Linked DNA regions of Sus scrofa: regions 1 and 3 are each linked to region 2. A link is a contact called in public HiChIP or PLAC-seq and promoter capture Hi-C data. All regions are on one chromosome and are shown on one strand. Each heading gives the region's core, a stretch centred on a gene start, on an enhancer-like site or on the middle of the called end of the contact. The rest is flanking DNA. Distances are from core to core; before and after follow the strand shown. Region 1 has its middle 59 kb from the start of SLC17A5. Region 2 holds the start of EEF1A1 (eukaryotic translation elongation factor 1 alpha 1). Region 3 overlaps SLC17A5 (sialin).

The links. Promoter capture Hi-C pulls out the DNA fragments that hold promoters and counts their contacts. HiChIP or PLAC-seq counts read pairs in DNA pulled down with a chosen protein or histone mark.
Region 1: a promoter capture Hi-C map of liver shows a contact between it and region 2, with 7 times the contacts expected there. The contact joins the enhancer-like site here to the promoter of EEF1A1 in region 2. A contact is called at or near these places in 4 of 5 promoter capture datasets (fetal liver, fetal skeletal muscle and liver), 25 of 47 Hi-C or Micro-C datasets (adipocytes, adipose tissue, alveolar macrophages and 14 more) and 2 of 2 datasets of contacts at active chromatin or transcription factors (alveolar macrophages and skeletal muscle).
Region 3: a contact with region 2 is called in an H3K27ac HiChIP or PLAC-seq map of alveolar macrophages. The contact joins the enhancer-like site here to the promoter of EEF1A1 in region 2. A contact is called at or near these places in 1 of 5 promoter capture datasets (skeletal muscle), 17 of 47 Hi-C or Micro-C datasets (blood, embryonic fibroblasts, fetal heart ventricle and 9 more) and 2 of 2 datasets of contacts at active chromatin or transcription factors (alveolar macrophages and skeletal muscle).

The regions. Positions count from the first base shown.
Region 1 is chr1:92,344,366-92,347,288 of Sscrofa11.1, reverse strand. No RefSeq gene overlaps it. Among named protein-coding and RNA genes, the nearest start is that of SLC17A5, 59 kb to the right of the region's middle. Within about 2 kb of position 1,343, at least 62 of the 83 cell types and tissues checked have an H3K27ac peak or open chromatin away from gene starts, as enhancers often do. A contact at or near this core is called in adipose tissue, alveolar macrophages, brain and 9 more, where this site is marked.
Region 2 is chr1:92,420,555-92,423,573 of Sscrofa11.1, reverse strand. EEF1A1 (eukaryotic translation elongation factor 1 alpha 1) reads right to left here and starts at 1,623. Exons shown (of 8, transcript NM_001097418.2): 1 at 1,591-1,623; 2 at 729-907; 3 at 354-533; 4 at 1-232. The coding sequence starts at 872.
Region 3 is chr1:92,326,783-92,329,733 of Sscrofa11.1, reverse strand. The region is part of intron 9 of SLC17A5 (sialin); the gene reads right to left. Among named protein-coding and RNA genes, the nearest start is that of SLC17A5, 41 kb to the right of the region's middle. Within about 2 kb of position 1,598, at least 5 of the 83 cell types and tissues checked have an H3K27ac peak or open chromatin away from gene starts, as enhancers often do. A contact at or near this core is called in alveolar macrophages, omental adipose tissue, retroperitoneal adipose tissue and 1 more, where this site is marked.

The DNA of each region.
Region 1 (2,923 bases), core at 94-2,593, 76 kb after region 2:
ATTCTTTTTTGTAGGAACAACTGAATTGTATCACCATGTTTAGTTTTATAGAAAACATTAAAAAGATTCACTGTACTGTAGCACAAACATAGAATAACTAAACATTCCCTAATATCACACATGGAGCTAAGATGGTAATACAACAAATTCCAATGCAATATATGTTTGTTTTTATTGCTTTTTTTGGCCACACCTATGACATATGGAGATTCCAGGCTAGGGGTTGAATTGGAGCTGTAGCTGCTGGCCCACACCGTAGCTACCTCAGTGTGGGCTTTGAGTCACATCTATGACCTACACCACAGCTCATGGGAATGACGGATACCTGACCCACTGAGCTAGGCCAGGGACCGAACCCTTGTCCTCATGGATACTAGTCAGGCTCGTAATCTGCTGAGGCACAACAGGAACTCCCCACCTCAATGTAATAGTTTGAGACAGTAGTCTTATTTGATCGATGTGGGCCCTGTGAGCCAAGGTTGCTGGCAGAGTCCCTGTAAGGGCCAAGACTTCTCTATTAACAGTCAGAGACTGTACCTCTGAGCCCAGGTATAACGAGGTCTTGTTGCCTGCATCTCCAAGAGTGTTTGTATGCAGTGAGGTCATCTGTGTGGGAGTGGACACATGCTGTCACCTGTCCTGTGCTTCTCTGTAGCTGATGATGGTCAGAAAGAGACCCCTGTTGGAGTTCTCATGTGGCTCAGCAGGTTAAGGATCCCATGGTATCACTACAGTGGCCTGGGTTGCTGCTGTGGTGTGGGTTTGATCCCTGTCCTGGGAATTTCCACCTACTGTGGATGTGGCCAAAAAGAGAGCGAGCGAGACTCCTGCAAATGCCCCAGTACGGACTTCCTGCACTGATGACAGAACAACTCAGCAGAGCAGACACTTTGGTGTGAAAAGAAAAAGGTGCATAATCATAGACCTTGTATAGGTAATTGATACAGTATACACATTGGAATTTCCTCTCACAGCATCCAAATACTTCACACAAAATAGTTCTTGAGCATTAAAAAGAATGGACTGTATGTCCCACCCCAATTGCTTTCAATCTTGACCAATCTTCTGTGGGAAACTCAAGTTTCGGGCTGTGGAGTGAGGGTGAAGTTGTGAGATGCTGAGAACCTAGGCTGTTTGTGGCTGGAATGCAAGTTGGGGCCTGCATGCACCCTGGATCCCCAAGCACTAGCATGTTTCAGAGGTTCTGTGGAGAGAGCAGGTCTGGCAAAGAATACAAAGTTTAGGATGGAAGTGGGGCTCACCCTGTCAGAAGACGGGCAGCCTACCACTGCAGGAAGGCTATGTCTCTTCAATACTTGCCAGCTCAGTTGTGCAATAACGGCTTCTCACAAGCACGGAACTGGCAGTGACTGGAACGTCCGCCTCCTCCCCCAACACCAAGATAAAGTGAAAGTAAACAGGCACTTGGAAAATTACTAGTGTTCTTCCTCCTCAAACCACATGGAAGGTGGTGTCAGAAAACTGGTTACATTTCATGTGCTTTCAGTATTGCCTGTACTCAAAGCTTACCACAGCAGAGCTCCTAAAAAGTAGTTTCTATGTTAACCTCTTAAAGTGAAGCCCTTTTATGTAAATGGCTTTTCTGCTTGTGGTTGCTCTAAAAGACAGAGGCATCTGAAAAGGCTTTGTGATCCACCTTAATTTACATTCCTATGAGAAAGATAATTTATTCTTTAACTGAAATTAGACATTTACCCCAAGTCTAATCATCCCAGGCAGTAGCATGATTTCCTGAAAGGAAGAGGAACAAGGCTGGTTCCTATAGAGCTTCCTGCTTAAATACTCTATCAATGTTTTTCCATTCGGGAAATTTTATTTTGAATAGTGGTAAACAGCCCTCAGAGAAATTATTTACTTTGCAACAGGATCTTAATTCAAAAAATCTTCATTTCTGACTTGAAAATGAAACAAAGGCTAAAGTAAGAAGGACATTACAATAGTTAATACAAACTGCTGACTTCAGCGCTCCTCTCGTTTCTTTCATAACTCTGGCTCCCAAGGTCAGTTGGTATATGCTTATTTCCCCTGGATTTGATTGTCTGATGGACAGTGCCACGGAAGGTTCCAAAGACTGGACTCTGTGAAGGAAACTGTTTGCTAAATCAGAGCTCTGTGAGAAAAGGGTTGGCCTTTTTCACTGCTTTCTCCTGGGTACAAAGAACTAAGCCCGGCCTGTGATGAATACTTGGTAAATATTTGTTGTATAACTGAGAGAAGTCCTTTGCCTATGTTGAACTGAGCTCTCCTAAAATACTTTCAAAACCATTTACTAATAACTGCCACATAAGTTATTTGGAGGTTGACATATCATTTCTTTATTAAAAGATGTCACACATTTAACTGTCACACATTTAACGCCTTTTTTGAAAAGAAAACAACCTGTTAAAAAAACAATATACAAGATAAAAAAAATTCAGTTCATTTAACAAAGGGTTATTTACTAAATATTTTTAAGCAACTAATTTTTTTTTTTTTAGGGCTCCACCTGCAGCATATGGAGGTTCCCAGGCTAGGGCTCTAATCGGAGCCACAGCTGCCAGCGTACACCACAGCCACAGCACCACCAGATCCAGATTTGAGCTGCATCTGTGACCTACACCACAGCTCATGGCAATACCGGATCCTTAACCCACTGAGCCAGCCCAGGGGTTGAACCTGCGTCTTCATGGATGCTAGTCAGATTCGTTTCCGCTGAGGCATGACGGGAACTCTCAAGCAATTAATATGTTAAGACAACATGTATTGCCATGAGGGAGACCATGCAGAGCTCAATCAGACCTACCCTCAAGATGCTTGCGGTGAATCTAATGGGGACCGACAGAGTCACATGCTCCTGTGTGTCATACAGAGAGGCCACAGAGGAGCCGGGGGTCGAGGAGCCTAGCTCAGCTCCCAGGAGGCC
Region 2 (3,019 bases), core at 374-2,873:
CAGGGTTGTAGCCAATTTTCTTAATGTAGGTGCTGACTTCCTTTACAATCTCTTCATATCTCTTCTGGCTGTAGGGTGGCTCAGTGGAATCCATTTTGTTAACGCCAACAATGAGCTGTTTCACACCCAGGGTGTAGGCCAGAAGAGCATGCTCACGGGTCTGCCCGTTCTTGGAAATACCTGCTTCGAATTCACCAACACCAGCAGCAACAATCAGGACAGCACAGTCAGCCTTTAAAAAAGAAAAAAAGGCCACACCCTGTGAAAACCTCTCCAAAAAGGACAGATCCATGGTTTCGCCAATTTATAGATAACTCAAAATGTTACTCTCAGGAGTTCTTAATCCTACAAACCTGGGAAGTGCCTGTAATCATGTTCTTAATAAAGTCTCTGTGTCCTGGAGCATCAATGATGGTCACGTAGTACTTGCTGGTCTCGAATTTCCACAGGGAGATGTCAATGGTAATACCACGCTCACGTTCAGCCTTTAGTTTGTCCAAGACCCAGGCATACTTGAAGGAGCCCTTTCCCATCTGCAGGGATTAAGAAGGGTTACTCGGTAACTAAACTCCTTAGTCCCACTTGGAAGCAATGCTAGGTTTCACTTCCATCTCCTAAACTTGGCTGGAGTTAAGCCACTTAGCAAACTTTGCAATGTACTAGTTCAAGTCAGATATACACTAGTTTTAGAGAACTACCACTTAATTTGCTGACGTTACTTTACCGACCTCCGCAGCCTCTTTTTCGAACTTTTCGATGGTTCTTTTGTCGATCCCACCGCATTTGTAGATCAGATGGCCAGTAGTGGTGGACTTGCCCGAATCGACGTGTCCGATGACGACGATGTTGATGTGAGTCTTCTCCTTTCCCATTTTTGCTTAGCTTTTAGCGATGGCTTTCACGACACCTAAGACGACAAAAACCTTCTTTAAACTACTGTCCCGACGACCGGAGACTCAGGCACAACCCCAACAGCCAAGGGCAAACTCCAGGGAGCATTAGCACCGGCGCCCTGCGGGCCCTGCCCGGCCTACACCCAGCGAACGGGGCCGCCCCGGCGCCCAGCCCCTCCCCCACCCGGGCCGCGAGTCCCGGGAAGCGGCGCGGGCAGCACCGCCCGGCCCTTTGTGCGCCGCCCGCCGTCCGCGTCCTCCATCTTGAGACCGGGAGCGGCCATCTTTCCGCGCTCGCAGCCCGCCCGGGCGGGGCGCTGGGTCTCCGACCGCCCGCCCCGCCCCGCCGCGGCCGTCTGCCCCGGGACCGCCGGGCACGGAGGCCACCTTGGGCGGCCTCGGCTGGGCCGCCCTGGCAGTAACACGCGGCTGCCGGCCGAACTCGAGCGCGAAGACAGACGGGGCGGGCGCGAAGGCGCGGATCGCACGCGGCGGCCACGGCGCCCCAGCAGGCCGCCACCGGGCACGCGGTAGGGAACCGCGAGAGCGGAGGGCCTCGAGTTCTCCACCTCCCCCCGCCCGCAGCTCGGAATCAGGACCAGGGCGCAGAGCCCTCTACGCGCGGGGGGCCGGGAGGCACGCTAAGGCCGTGGCCACCGGCGGAGGCCATGCGGACGGAGGCCACACCCGTACTCACCTGTGTCCTGGCGGCAAACCCGTTGCGAAAAAGAACGTTCGCGGGGACCACGGCGCTTATATATGGTCCTCCCCCACCCTCGGGGAAAAGGGCGGAGCCAGCACACGACACCACTTTCCCAGTTTACCCCGCGCCACCTCCACCCGGCACCGGTTCCACCGCCGTCCCCTCCCCCCATCTTCGGGGACCGTGGGCGATGTGCGTTCAGCCCACTGACGAGCACACGGCGCCCGGCGCATGCTCCTCTCAACCAGGAGGATGACGACTGCTGGTGGGTGGGAGGCGGGGTCGAGCGCTCACTCGGTTCTAGGTTTAGTGGGAGTTTATCGACGGTCCCTGGGATTTCCCTGGCTGAGGAGAGTCCTCCTTTTGTATGAATTACTCTCCGCACAGCTGGGGGGTGGGGCGGCGGGGAGGCGTCCAGAATCTTCCCTGAACCGGTCGTAGCTTAACTGCAAAGTTGGACCGAGATGGGAGCCCTTACCCGGCAGTACCCCACCGGTCCTCAGTCTTGCGGTCTCGCAGGTTAAGGACTAACCCCTGGAGCCGCTTCCTCTGCCGGGGCTTCTCCACCGCCCTTGCCGTCCGCGCCCCTTCCGGCTGGAGAGGGAGGCGTAAAAGGCCGGGGAACCGCGGCGGCAGGGGCCTCGGGGCGGTCTTCAGGGCCGAGAATCCGCGAGTGGCTCAGTTTGCTGACCAACAGCCTGGCGAACAGGCTCCTGCGCTGACCTCTTGGCTTTTTCCATTCAGTTCTTTTATCTAAGTTCGTTCTACACACCACGTGGTACTCCAGACGTCCAGTTTTTGAGTTTAGAATAGACTTAAGTACTACAGTTTTCTTTACTTCTAATCCTAATTTTATTACGTTTAAGACCCTGAGTGTGTGTCTACCCTCCTATTAACATTTTTTTTCCAGTGTATACTCTTGGTTGCAAGCATGAAAAACCTAAAAAGAATTTTTTGAGTTCAGTGCTTATACACGATCTCAAGTAGAGACTAAGATCTACAGCGCCAGGAAGCTTATCCACCCAATTTACTACTCCAACGTTTGCTGTGAAATCACTGTTTCTCAAAAATGGCCTATCCCATTTGAATAAACGGCTTCATCTTTTGTCGTCCTATCCATTGTGACTGCATTTTAGGCATAAATCCAGGGCAAGACAAGATGAGGCCTTTTTGGTTGGCAATCAGGCAGATATTCAAAAATATTCCTGAAGAAAGAGGAACCTTTATTTTAAATGAGCTAATTACTAGATCGTCTCTTCCACGTGTAGAGCACTACTGCAACTTTTTGAGCCAATCTATCAACAAATATTTGAGAACCTACTATGTGGCCAGAGCTAAGAGTGGCTCCGAAGCATATGCAAAAGAAATACTTCCTTTGGGGGAAGAAACCCACAATCTAATTGGAAAAGGGAAACTAATATAT
Region 3 (2,951 bases), core at 349-2,848, 94 kb after region 2:
CTACACCACAACTCATGGCAACATCGGATCCTTAACTGACTGATCAAGGCCAGGGATCAAACCTGTGTCCTCATGGATGCTAGTCAGGTTCGTTAACCGCTGAGCCATGACGGGAACTCCCCACTTTTTAAGATATTTAAGTAAGTCTTTGAGGAGCACCTTGAGTGGTCCCTGGACCAAGGAGCTGGAAGACCTGGATTCAAGTCTGCCATTTGCTATGACTTTCCAAGTCATATGGCTCCCTTGTGCCTAGTTTCTTCATCTTGCAAACAAGTTCTCTGTGTTGGTATCTTCATCTGCTGTGTGCATGTTACCAATGGCCTCCTCGGCACCTGCTCCCATGAGGTTTAAGGGCACTGCCTCCTTCCTCTTGAACTTGAGAGGCATGTGCTGACTGCAATGAAGTCTCACAGTATTCCTGTGGCCATGAGGCTGCTTCAGGGGTGGGTATGTGACTCAGTCTGGTTCAATATGAAGTCTAGGACTTATTGCCATGTTGAAGAGAGGAGAAGACCCTTTCCTTTCTTGCTTGGGATAAATGAAGAAGCATGTAATCCCGTTGTTACTAGAAGTCATTTATGGTATCATGGAGGCAGAGTAGAGAATGGAGAAGAAACAGGTCTTGGGGGGCACCTGATGGATAGCTGGGTATCAACTCCTGCCCAAAGCTTCTGGGCTTTAGTAGATTATGCTTCTTAGCCAGCTTGAATTAGGATTCCTGTTCCTTCACCTAACAGCATCAAGAGATAACACGCCTAGTCTTCTTTTGTGCCCAAACTCTCAATTCCCGTATTTCTTCGACTCAAGCATAAGCTTGTTAAAATTGCAAACCTAGACCAATTCAACAGCACGTTTTTCAGGACTATGCTTGGGCTGCTAAAGATCGCCACTCAAAGAAATAACAACTCTATAAACCAGTGAGAGTACACTATTAATCTCAAATTTAGCTGATCCTCATCCATGATCCAAAGCTCTGCTAGGAGTTCTCAGTGACTATTTTTCTCAGGCGCTCTTTCCAGTTTTTACCATTCTCAAGTCCTTTACTCTGTATTTTAAAAACCTCAGTCTTGGAGTTCCTGGCGTGGCGCAGTGGTTAACGAATCCGACTAGAAACCCTGAGGTTGTGGGTTCGGTCCCTGCCCTTGCTCAGTGGGTTAACGATCCATCGTTGCCGTGAGCTGCATGCGGTGTAGGTTGCAGACGCGGCTCGGTTCCTGCGTTGCTGTGGCTCTGGCGTAGGCCGGTGGCCACAGCTCTGATTGGACCCCTAGCCTGGGAACCTCCATATGCCACGGGAGCAGCCCAAGAAATAGCAAAAAGACAAAAAAAAATAAAAAATAAAAAAATAAAAAAAATAAAAACCTCAGTCTTAGCAATGAACCTGACTCCCACGTCACAGAGAAAATCAAAGACTACCAGTTAAGATTTTTCAATCTGTTAATCTACTGCCACATAATAAATTACCTCAAAAGGTAGCTGCTTCAGATAACAAGTATTTAGCATCTCAGTTTCTGTGGGTCAGGAATGTGGAAGGTGCTTGGCTGGGTGATTCTGGCTCAACCTCAAGAGGTTTCAGTGAAGTTGCTGGCTGGGTCTGTGGTCATCGGAAGGCCTGTCCGGATCAGCTTCCAGGATTACTCGTGTGGCTGCTGGCTGGAGGCCTCAGTTCCGCCCCACTGGCCCTTGCATGTGCTCACCACGTGGCAGTGGGCATCCCCAGAATGGGTCATCTGAGAGAGAAAGAGCAAGGAGGATTCTGGGCTGCATTCTAGGGCCTGTCAGTGACCATCACTTCCCTCTACTCCTCAGAAACTAGTCACTAAGTCAGCCCACACACAAGAGGAGGGGAACTAGGCTCCACCTCCTTGAAGGGAGGAGTGTGGAAGAATTCTGGCTGTATTTTAAAACCACAGGCCTCAATTTCTCAGCTCACCTGAAAACTTTCTTCAACTGAAAAGTTCCTGCTTTCCTTCTCTTCTCCATTGAAAGCTCATCCTTCCTGTCTTTTACTACCCTGTTAGTTTTATTTCTTTACCATTTCATCTCTTGTTCTTCATTGGCCTTTTAATCTCAGCATATTAACACACCTGGGTCTCTTTAGTCTTAAAAAAATCCTTGGAGTTCCTGTCCTGGTGCACTGGGAACGAATCTGATGAGTATCCATGAGGATGTGGGCTCGATCCTTGGCTTTGCTCAAGTGGGTCGGGGATTTGGTGTTACTGTGAGCTGTGGTGTAGGTTGCAGATGCAGTTGGATCCTATGTTGCCATGGCTGTGGTGTAGGCTGGCAACTGTAGCTCCGATTTGACCCCTAGCCTGGGAACTTCCATATGCCCTGGTGTAGCCCTAAAAAAAAAATTCTTCATCAGTGTCCATCTTTGGCTTTTTTACTTCCCTCACAGTTAACAGCTTTGAAAGAGCTGTTTCTTGGCAGTGGTTCGCAAATCTTAATTCCTTGAGAACAACACAGAGGGGAACAGGATGGAGATTTCCTGGCTCTGTGACCAGTGATTCCGCATTGTTTTGAATAGACACTCTGGTGATTCTGCCGTGGAGACAATACTGGATCCTTAACCTGCTGTGCCACAGTGGGAACTTTGAAACCGCTGTTATGCTGTTTTCATTTCTTCATCCTCCCCCTCATACCTCAGGTCACTGCAGCCCAGCTTCTGCCTCCGAGCTCCATGGGAGCCCTGTCACCACGATCAATGACGAACTTCTCCACCTGGCTGTCTGACGCACAGAACACGTTCATTATTCCTTTACTTAACTTCCATGGGGCACCTGACACTGCCGATCAAGCTGTCCCTTTGGGGTACTAATCTCTCTCACTTTCCTTATCCTTCTCCTGTTGCTTCTTCTCAGTTATCTTTGTATCACGCTCTTCCTTCCCATGGATTCCCGAAGTTCTCACAGTTTACTGCATAGTTTTATCCAACTCCACAGCTTCAT